2 separate regions of the Anser cygnoides genome follow, and region 1 is linked to region 2. Evidence: chromatin contacts called from public Hi-C data. All regions are on one chromosome and are shown on one strand. The core of a region is the stretch at or near the end of the contact, and the rest is flanking DNA. Distances in the headings are between cores, read along the strand shown. Region 1 has its middle 42 kb from the start of FAM167A. Region 2 holds the start of GATA4 (GATA binding protein 4).

Region 1 (5,965 bases), core at 3,312-5,811, 150 kb before region 2:
TGCAATGGCAAATCCTGCCTGGGTCGGGGTCCTTTTACAATGATGCTTTCTTAAAATGTTAAACTTAATTCTTTGCTTCTGTCCGTGCAAATGCATCTGCTTTCAACGCTTGGCTGCTGAAGATCCCACAGACGCATAGAAAAGCAGGAACCTTCTTCCCTCTGGGAAATAAAGCGAGGGCAATGTGTGATTAACCTCTTTGTGCTTCTGGAAAATCCCTGCTTTAGCTCCTCAGGAGGGCGGCAGGTGCTAACAGCATTTGTCACAGGCTCTGCTTGCATCCAGGGAGGAGAAACCAGGCCCAGGGACACAGAGAGAAGAAGGAGCTGAGGTCGGGGTTAGCCAGAGGACACAGCGTGGACCTGCGGGGCTGGGATGCCGACGTTGCAGCTCCCATTCATGCTTCTGCATACTTCAGGCCCAGAGGGGGCTTTGCTGGCATACCCGAGGCAGGTTGTTGCTATTTTAGATGAAGGTTCGCTTGAGTTGTGAAACCTTTACCCTTCTTCTGCAGGCTTGGACCGGGCAAGTGCTCTTCAAGCTATTTTTGGCTTCATACCATAATAGTACGTGAGCTCAAATTCGTCTCTTGTGGCATGACGGAGTGGTGGGGGTGTGTGGGGGTGTGCAGATGGGTGTGCTTGCACATGCCCCTTGGGTGCTCGCTGTTCTTTGTAGGGGCTTCTTTTATATCGCGCTGGGATCACTGTGTACAGAAATGCTACCTAGCTCTTTGAGCCAGGGCCTGCTTCTGGAACAGAGCTGGATATTTAAAGATCGTCGTAACTTCATACAGCAGTGAAAAGAGTTGGCTCACATGGGTGAATTTTGCCAGTGGAGACAGGGCCTATTGAAAGACATTTGTAGTTCAGCAGCACCATTCAGTTTTGAGGGGATTTCATTCATCTTGCTAAAAAAAATATAATAAAATTCCACACCATGCTGCCCTCTTCTCTTCTCACAAATGGGTCCCCACAGCAGAAAAGATCTGAAGTGCTGGGTAATACTTCTTCTGACCTCATTAGATCACTGATATCCTGCACAACAAAGTCCTACAAGCTGTTCAGGGTTTCCATTCTGCTTCTTTGGCCATCCTCTAAAGCGTGGTCTGACCTCACTGATCTTTTGTCCTTCCAACGGAGCCGTGAGAGTCTGCGGCCAGTCTGAGGGCCCACCAGGATCTGCCTGGGAGCTGCTGCAGGCATTCACTGTTGAATGTTTCATTAGCTGAAAGTGCCAACTTAAAAAGAAAAAGAAAAAAAAAAAAAAAAAGGCTGTTCTGGGTGACATTTAATGTGGAAAATATATATATATAGGTTCAAAAAAATATATAAGGCTGGAAAAGCCCTCCAAGATCATCTGGTCAAACCATCCCCCTACCACCAATGTCACCCACTAAACCGTGTCCCTAAGCACCACGTCCAATCGTTCCTTGAACACCCCCAGGGATGGTGACTCCACCACCTCCCTGGGCAACCCGTCCCAATGCCTGGCTGCTCTTTCTGAGCAGAAATGTCTCCTCATGTCCAACCTGAACCTCAGCTAGCAAAACTTGAGGCCATTCCCTCTAGTCCTATCACTGATTACCTGTGGGAAGAGGCCGACCCCCAGCTCCCCACACCTTCCTTTCAGGCAGTTGCACAGAGCAATGAGGTTTCCCCTGAGCCTCCTCTTCTCCAGGCCAAACACCCCCGGTGCCCTCAGCTGCTCCTCACAGGACTTGTGCTCCAGGCCCTTCACCAGCTTCGTAGCCCTGCTCTGGGCACGCTCCAGGGCCTCGATGTCCTTCTTGTAGCGAGGGACCCAAAAGTGAGCACAGCCCTCGAGGTACGGCCTCACCAGAGCTGGTACAGGGATGGCCACAGGTGGGTTTATTCCTTAGCACAGACCTAACTGTGGGTTCCCCAGAGGAGCAAACGAGACACTTGATGAACATTAGTCCCCAGCCCATGTGGTGCCTGTGGATGTCCTTGGCCCCATGGCTTTGAAGGACACCTTCTGCCACTGTCCTGAGGAAGACACCATGTCCTCCACCATGCTGCAGGCCACTCAACACTTCCCCGCATTTGCTCAGGACCACGTTCCCAGCAGGATAAATGTTTCCCCAGGCATTTCGGTGCTGCAACGAGACCGTAGTGTGCTGACGGATGGGCGGGATGACCTTTAGGCCAGTCTTCAACGGAGGAGGTTCTTGGCAGGGGACGTCAGCTCCAAGGCCACCAGTGAGCCGATCGTTTTTTGGCAGGAAAGGAGCATTGTTGCAAGGATGATCTCTCCTTACCCGTCTGGTGCAATAGGTCCTTAATCTATCCGGCCTTTCCGTAATGCCAGGGTGAAAACCCGTCATCAGCAGAACCGTTGCAAAACCGACGTCAGAGGAGACAAAGCAAAGTCCAGAGTTCGTCCACCAGCAGGCCGCTTCCCCTTCGGCTGGCACTGCCAGTTCTTTGGAGCTGAAGCCCAAAATCCAGGAGATCTGGTGCATTTTTAAAGCCCTGCCTCCTGGAGTCTTGTGGTTCTGGGAGCCTCGAAGCTGAGCTGGAGAAATAATCCCTTGGAGTTTCAAGAGAAAAAAAAAAATCTCCTGAAAATGAATGTGAATTGCATGAGCTCAAAAATACGTAATTCATTCAGAAATAAAATGGGGATTTAATATTTTTATTATTTATAATTGTTGTTTGTATTTTTAGTGTCTTGCCTAATTTAGCAGACTCACATGTTTTTCACTCAACGGCTGCCACAATATTTGTACATCCCGTTGGTAAATAGAGGAATTACACGGTAATCTCTCAGATATCGCTTGCCAACATTTCCTAAATTGTGATAAACTGCTAAAATTATATTTTCTGTAGAACATCTTATAGGGAGCTCATCACAGAGTGCCTGCGCGTGTTTGGTTACGCAGAAATACCACCCCAAGGATGCCATTTCATGGAATAAGTGGTTTATTGAGCTCCAGCACTAGGGAAACCTGGTTTAGTGTGGCTTTGTGCCTTGCAGCTGATTAATGTGGTTGTCTAACAAATGCTCCTGGAGTGGAGGTCTTCAGGGCCTCTCTTGTGGGTCGATTCTCTCGTGTCTGATGAAGGATTGAGCTGAAAGGGCAGCCCCTTTCCCTAGCTAATAATTCTTTTATCCCACAGCTCCTCGCCTGGTTCCATGGACCTGTGGCAATGCAGTATTTCTGCATCTTCTAACTGGGAGAAGGGAGAAAGAGCACCCCGAGGGATGGACCCAGATATGGATGGGGTGCATACTAAGCCAGGCTGGAGTAGTCCTGGAAAAATGACCATATTGATCTCATTCCACTACTTTTCATGGCTGATTTTTCTTGAAATAAAATTTTAATGATTTATTGATGAAATTAAACCTGATCCTTTTGTCAATAGCCGTCACTTCCCTCTGCCTGTGTCCAGCAACCTCATGCCCCCCCCATCCCTCCATGCTCTTCCCTGCCACATTTGCCTTTGGGGAATGCAAAGGGAGGGAAGGACAACAAATAAACAGTTTTGTAATTTTCCAGTTACCCACGGTTTACATCACGTCTCCTCCCTCCACACCTACTTCTTGTTTTCGTGTCCATGTGTGCATTATGTGGGTTTGAGGCCGCACCGCTGTGTGTCACGGCTGGCCCTGGTGAAGCCAAACCTACCTTGGAAACTGGGAATGACCACAAGTCACAATTTTTCTCACACCCCCAAGGTCCTCCGTGTCGTGGCCAGCTTTGCTCAGCCCTGCCTGCCTCAGTTTCCCCACCAGACCATGCAGCAGCCTCCCTGCTTGAGCGTGATGATGGGGATCAGAGGGGGTTTGTGTCCAGCACGGGGGAGAAAACGGGCCAAATCTGGGCTCTTACCAGGAGCAACAGGACCCCAGTAATCAGTGGGGATGCAGCGTGTCCCCCGTCACCCCCATCCGCACTTGTGGCCATCAGCTCCCCGTGCCCAATGCACCACGGCACCACCTCCCGCAGCCCTTGCCCGTGGCTGTCACCACCTCCGTTCACACTGGAGGACGTGCAAAGCCTTCACGATGACTTCAACAAGAAAGTGCCAACACCTTCAGCTCTCCGTCCGCCCCACTCAGCCTTGCTGGGTGGGAGAAGTGCCCCAGGAGCAGCAAGGTCTCACCCGAGACACACCACGGGCTCCAGAGCAGGTATTTGAGCTGCGGATGACCTGTAGCTGCCCCGGGGGTGTTTGCTCTGTTGGCAGCAGCTCCGGGAAGCAGTGCCAAGAGCAGCTTTTCCACCTGCAGCCTCCCAGCCGGGCCATTCGCCCCAGATAACGCTGAGATTTCGGGAGACAGAGCGGCGACGGTTCCCGTCCACCTCCAGGCACGCAGCCCTGCTGGCCGCCCCAGCCAGGTCCACGTCGCACGGCTGTACCTCGGGTCCTGGGGACACACCGGGGTAGGTCCGGGAGGAGCAGCTCCGCAAGGGGCCAGGGCAATTTGGAAGGTTTTTGACTCTCCAGGGGTTGCAACAGAGCTGCAGGCACTGCGGCAAGGGGCTGTGACAAAGAAGGGCAGGTGGGCAGCACAGGAGGGGAGTCAGGGAAAAAAAATGTTTACCATAGTAAATTTTATTTTATTTTATTTTATTTTATTTTATTTTATTTTATTTTATTTTGTTTTATTTTATTTTATTTTATTTTATTTTATTTTATTTTTTATTTTATTATTTTATTTTATTTTATTTTATTTTATTTTATTCTATCCTATAATTTTATTTATTTATTTATTTATTTATTTATTTATTTATTTTTCCTCTTCAGTTTGCTGGCTTTACATATGTACACCTTAAAAATTGTATCTTGAATAAAAAAGTATTCAAAGTCTATTTGTCTTACCAAAAGGCAGGCTTTCAATATGTAAAAACTTTCTGTAATTTTCTGCCTTAAAGGTATTGCCTCTCGATTCAGTGGCCAGGCAACGTATTTTGAAAGAAAGGCTGTATTTAAGCCCTGAATGAAGTGACAGAGCTGCAGTGAGGAGTGCCACTCGCACCACTGGTGACGTTGGTGCTGGCTCCACTTTGGGGTGTTGAAGCTGGATGTACTCCCAACACTTTGCAGATATTGGCAAGATGTTTCTGCTCATTGCTCTGGCTGATGTTTCTCCATGAAGCTCTATTTTATTTTTATTTTATTTTATTTTATTTTATTTTATTTTATTTTAATTTATTTTATTTTATTTTATTTTATTTTATTTTATTTTATTTTATTTTATTTTATTTTATTTTATTTTATTTTATTTTATTTTATTTTATTTTATTTTATTTATTTTATATTTTTCCAGGGCTGGCAATCAGATGTTTGCTGAGCTGCTCACACACCACTTTCCAAAGCCCCTCCTGTCGCAGCCTGCTGCCATGCCACAAGAAGCCGCGAGAAGCTGGTTCGCATTGCCCCATCCTCCCCCTGCCCAGCTGGAACTGGCATTTCGGGGTGAATCTGGCATTTACAATACGAGGGCTGGAGATCAGAAAAAAAAAAAAAAAATGCCCAACCTGAAGAAATTCCCAAGTGGATGCTGGTGGAAGGAGCAAGACGGAGGTGCTGAACCCCGTATTAGACACTGGAGAAGCCCCTCCGTGGCGCAGGCCTCTTTCCCTGGGGTTCGGGGCCGCTCTCACCCCAAAAACACGGGCTTGTTTTGCCATCTGCTGGTGGGAGGCCGGCAGAGGAGGTGGAGCAGGGCAGAGGGCAGCCAGGAGATGGAGGCTGGGGGGCTCAGCACCCCTGCTGCAGCTCCAACCCCCTGCAGCTCCTACCCGGTCCCCCCCTTCCCAACGTGGAGGTCCCGGCCATCACACGCGGGTGGCCTGGCCTGGCCTGGTTTGGATTTTAGTGGGGTCGGGGGGCTGTAAAACCAGCCAGCGGGGCTTGGAGAGGAGCTCTCCAAAATCCCAAACGGGCCACAAAGAGCTGGGCGCGGAGCAGAGCTCACCGCAGGTTTGGGAAGG
Region 2 (5,275 bases), core at 291-2,790:
CCCCGCGAGCTTCCTCCTATTGTTTCCCCGGGGCTTGAAAACGGGCTCAGATTCGCTTTGGGGTTGATTTGCCTGTGATTTTGGGAATTATTCCCATCGTGGTTATTATTGCCCACAGGAGGGGAATTCGCTCTTCTTCCCCTCCCCTGCCTCTGATCCCCCGCTCCCTTTCAGAGCCCGCAGTGGGAAGGCTCCGTCCTAGGCCGGTTACGGGCGCACTCACAGCGGCCCCTCCGTCCCCTGGGTTTAGGGGAAAAGCAAATCCACCCCAAAACCCCTTCTTTTTTTTTTTTTTTTTTCCCACCCCGCTGCCATCCTTACCCGCTCCCAACGCGCCACGGGGCTCTGCCTCCGGCTTCTCCCCCTTCCCTCGGCTCCCGCTGTCCTGCCGGGTATCAGCCCTTATCTCCCGGTTATCTCTGCTGCTGCTAAATTCAGCCCGGCCGAGGGGTTCAGCCTGGGGAATCTGCTGCTTAAACCTAAATCAGTCCCAAGAGTGAGTTCTCCGGCCAAAATCCATCCCCCCCCCCCCACTCCCGTGGCCGGCCCTGGCCTGGGTGCGAGGCGGTTTTCGAGGATCCCTCCGTGATCTGCAGAGAAATCGGCGATAGGGGATTCCATTCCCCCCTTCCCTTCCTGCTTTTTTTGGGGTTTCGCCTCTGCAAAACCCACAAAAGGAGCTGTGCGCCCCACAGCGTGCCCCAAAATCCCAACTTTCTGCCCCACAACCCAAGGGGCCCAAAGCAGGACCCGGAGCTCAGCCGGGGGAGAAGCCCCCGAAGCGCCCACCCTGGGAAACGCCGACCCCAAAAGCCCGGCCCCGGGGGGTTCCCCCAGCGCCCCCCACTCGTGAAAAGAGCCCGGGGGGTGCATTAAAAACCCACGGAGGGGGAGGTCGGTGCCGCTTCTGCTTCGCGGGGGTCTTGCTCCCAGCCCCTCCAGCACCCTCAGAGCGGGGAAATTGCGGGGAAATTAAGCGGGGAGCTTAAACCCCCCCCCCCCCCCCCCCTTGGGGACCCCCCCGCGGGGTGCGCAGGACGCGGACACGCGTGGGGCGTGCCGCTGGGATCCCAAACCGCCCTCCTTTCCCCCCCCCGCCCTTTCCCCTTCCCCAATTTAATTGGTGCCCCCCGAACCCCCCAAAACCCCTTCCCTTACCCCCCCCCAAACCCTCCCAGCTGGTTCCCCCCCCCCGGGGACCATCAGCGGCGGATCGCACCTCCCGTACCTGCGGGACAAAGGTTTTTTTTTTTTGCCCCCGGCTTTTCTCTGTCTCTCACCTTCCCGACCGCTCCCACAACCCCCCCCCCGGGGCTCCGGGGCTTCTTCTCCATCCCCCCCCCAAGCTTTAGGCCCTGCTCTAACCTCCTTATCTCCCCCCCCCACCACCACCCCGCCCCGAGGGGGGCTCCCGCATCCCCAGCCGCATCTCCCGGGGCTCTGTTGGCCGGGCCGGGGGGGGGGGGGGGGGGGGGTTGGGGGGGGTTGGACGGGGAGGAGACTGCCCGAGGGTTTTAAGCAGCCCGGCCCCACCGTCGAGGAGGGGGGGGGGGGGGGGAAGAGTTTGAGCTGATGGATGGAGCCCGGTGGGAGAAGCTAATTCCAAGCGGGAGCTAAAAGCTTCTCCTCCGCAGGGACCAGGACTTCTTGCTGGGGGGCTGGAAGCGGCGGCCAGACCTGCTGAAGGTGGGGAAGGTGGGCGGCGGGGAGGGGGGGGTGGAGGAAAAAAAAAAAAAAAAAAATCCAAAAAACAAACAAACAAACAAAAAAAAGAAATTTAAATTAAACTCGCCCCACCGACCGCGTTTTGGCCGGACCCCCACCCCCCACCCCAAGGCGAGACCTCTCCGGCCGCCGCTCGCCGCGTCTCCGTCGGGGGAGAAGGGAGTCGGGCTTCGGGGTTCTTTTTTTTGTCACCCCGCTCCCCCCCCCCGCGTCGTCGTCGTCGCCGCTCTGGATTGTGCCCGGGGAGCCGGCCGGGGTTTGGGGGGGCCCGCGGCGAGATGTACCAGAGCTTAGCCATGGCGGCGAACCCCGGCCCCCCGGCCTACGAGGGGGCAGGTGGCTTCATGCACAGCGCGGCCGCAGCGTCCCCCGTCTATGTGCCCACCACGAGGGTCACCTCCATGCTCCCCAGCCTGCCGTACCTGCAGAGCGGCGGCTCTTCCCAGCAAGGCAGCCCCGTCTCCAGCCACTCCATCTGGACTCAACCCGGAGCCGAAAGCGCCGCTTACAACCCCGGATCGTCCCACCCGCCCGTGTCACCTCGGTTCTCCTTCTCCACCAGCACCCCCATCCCTGCCACCTCTTCCCGGGAGGCCGCGGCGGCTTACAGCAGCTCCTTGAGCCTTTCTGCTAACGGGAGGGAGCAGTACGGCCGGGGCTTCGGCGGCTCCTACTCCAGCCCCTACCCCGCCTACGTGAGCCCCGAAATGGCCACCACCTGGACTTCTTCGCCCTTCGACAGCCCCATGCTCCACAACCTGCAGAGCCGAGGGACGCCCGCGGCCGCCCGGCATGCCAACATCGGTGAGCGCAGCAACCCCCGGGGGCAGGGATGGGATGGTGTACGTTGGGATGGGGTGCTGTCCGTTCTCATGTTTTTCCCCCCCCCGCCCCGTTTTCATCAGCGCGACCCTGTTTTAGGAGGGTGGGATTGAGAAACTTGTGGTTTTTGAGCTCCTGGGGATGCAGAATATCGGGGTCCTCATGGTGCCGGTTACACCCTTACTCATGCACTTTCACTGCAACGTTGCAAAAAGTCCTTGAGGCCACAGTTGCAAAAAAAAATAATAATTTAAATGAAATTTGGGTAGGCCTGGAGCTGCAAGAATCATGTGCCGAGCTCCCGTGGAAGGGTTTGCTCCACAGATAGCTCCGCAGGCATTTCGGGGCCGCGGCGGGGATGGTCTGCGGGAGCGCAACCCTGGTGGGCAGCCCCTTCCCGGCCTGATTTGGTGCAAAAGGGGGAAATTTAGGGATGGAATTAACCAGCGAAGTTTGGTGTGTGAATCCCACATCTCGCTCTCGGGCCGCTTTGTGTTACGTCCTTTTTGCAGCTGTTGGATGGTTGGAGAGGCCGGGGAAAGGGAAGGCGAAGGGAAACTCAGTGCCGAGGGGGAGAGGTGAGAGAGAAGAAGAAATGTATCCGAATCCATTAGCCACAGCCTCTTGCACCCCTTTTGCTTTTGGGGGGGGATGCTCAGCACATCTGGGTGCCCCAGCTCTGGATTTCGGGGTCTCCCTGCCCAAAATCCCACCCGGGTTTCTTGTGCTGATCCCCGTCTTGGAGCCGAAACGCTGATTTCTCTAAGCGCCCTGGTCCTAAGACCAGAAATTGTTCCCAGAGGCTTAAAATATTGCTTTTGTATTTTGCGTGGAAGAAAAAGGCAACATGGGGAGGAAAGCAGGGCTGTGGGGCTGCTCCCCCAGACCCATTTCTGTTCCCCACCACCTCTCTGTGGGGGCTTCGCTGCTGGCGCCGGAGTGAAAAGAAATAAAGGCGCTCGGAAGCAAATGCCTCAAATTTGGCCGACGATACATTTTAGGGTTGCACTCAGGAGGGTAAAATTTCCCTTCAGCAAGGTTTTCTTAATCTTCAGAGTTATTTTAAGGCATTATAGGAATGAAGGTTGGGTGTCGGTGAAGGCTTGGCCTTGCCATTGCCTTTTGCATTTCTTCGGGCTTTAAGAAATTGCGTAAAAATGGGGAACTCAGCTATAAAGATAAAGCTTTGGTTGACCAGGCAGGGATTTTGGGAAGGCCTGCGGTGGCAGAACATGTAGGAAAACCAGGAACTATTGATTTGTATCATTGAGGACAGTCGTGCATTTTTATTTGATTTCAGTGCCCATCTCTTCCTTGGGGGGAAAAAAAAAAAATCACATTTTCGCAGCGGTCACTGATGGGCTCTTAGCAAGAAAAATAACTTAAAAATGAAATATTCAAGATGAAGCATTGCAGCTGCAGAAATACTGGGTTAGCTTTTAAGGTTTGTGGTGTTTTTGGGGTTTGGGGATCAGTTTGTGTTGCCGGTCCCGTGGACAGAGCCTGCCTCTGGGTGCTCTTCGCTCGAGCTTTTGCGTAGCATGAGGGAGATGGGATGAAACGGCCTGAAAGGCATTGAGCCTAAAAATTCGGGATTCAAACAGAAAAGTGGATTTTGTGGAAGGCAGCTCCCTGGTGGGCAGCTCCGGGCATGGTGAATCCCAAGACCCTTTCTTTGCCTTTCCTTGGGAGCGGAGATATTCTTATTCTCTGCACGCTGAGAAACACAACCCTTGGCGCAAGGCTTTGCTGCGCCCAGGGATTTTTGCAGCGCTTTCGTTTTCCTCCAGTGATTTCCTGGAGAAACACCACCTTCGGACAGTGCTAATTGCAGAGCAGCCGGCCGTTACTGTAATACTAATTAGTGTTACTATTTAATAATGAAGGTTAAGTCCGTGCAGATGGAGCTGGAATTGCAGACTCAGACGCGCGGTCTACGCAACTGGGCATGGCGTTTATTTTCCACTGATAAGCAATGCTCCAGGAAAAGTTTGGTGAAACTTTAGTGAAACTGCATTCAAAGGTGATAAAAAAAAATGATACTAAGAGATGTATGTTCTCGCTTTTCCCTAACAGGAGAATTTGGGGTTAAAAAGTGCCAAAGCAGCTCAGTGGTATAAAATGCTGGGGAGACTGGGGGCATAAATAAATCACATGGGCATATATAAAATAAAACCACCCCTGTTCAGCAAACTTGGGGTTTGGAGGTACGTCTGGGGATCATTTCCTCACCCTGAAGGGCAGGATCAGACCCAGCAGCCATGAACTTGCCCCGGGGCATGGGGTTGGGGTGAATTCCCCAGCTAAGGAGGGGCAAAACATCCTCCAGGAGACATCCCCGCCACCAAAATCTGCCCCCAGAGCCGCCGGGAGGTGTATTTGCCCTGTTCCCCCTTTGCTGGGGAGAGGCGAGCACGAACAGAGGCAATGCACTGGCTTTTACGCAGGGGATGGGGGGGCCAGATCCAGCTTTCCCATCCCCACCCCGTGCACTTTTGTTTTATTTTTTCCCCTTCAGCTGCAAACTTGTGTAAAACGCAAACTCGTGTAAAACTGAAGGATTTTTCTTTTTTGGGGTAGGTAGGGGGTCTTTTTTTTTTCTTCTTTTTATTTTTCTGTATATATATATATATTTTAGGAGGCTGAATTTTGCCGCTGCGGTCGGGAGCGAGCCGGGGCACGGGGCACTTTGGCTGCCTTCGCATTTCGTTTTGCCTTTCACTGAACC

What was found. Hi-C and Micro-C count contacts between places; a contact is called where the count stands out from the background.
Region 1: a Hi-C map of liver shows a contact between it and region 2, with 1.7 times the contacts expected there. The contact joins the enhancer-like site here to the promoter of GATA4 in region 2. A contact is called at or near these places in 2 of 7 Hi-C or Micro-C datasets (both in liver).

The regions. Positions count from the first base shown.
Region 1 is chr3:119,715,722-119,721,686 of Taihu_goose_T2T_genome, reverse strand. No RefSeq gene overlaps it. Among named protein-coding and RNA genes, the nearest start is that of FAM167A, 42 kb to the right of the region's middle. Within about 2 kb of position 4,561, at least 1 of the 3 cell types and tissues checked has open chromatin away from gene starts, as enhancers often do. A contact at or near this core is called in liver, where this site is marked.
Region 2 is chr3:119,565,453-119,570,727 of Taihu_goose_T2T_genome, reverse strand. GATA4 (GATA binding protein 4) reads left to right here and starts at 1,540. Exons shown (of 6, transcript XM_048079339.2): 1 at 1,540-2,529. The coding sequence starts at 2,004.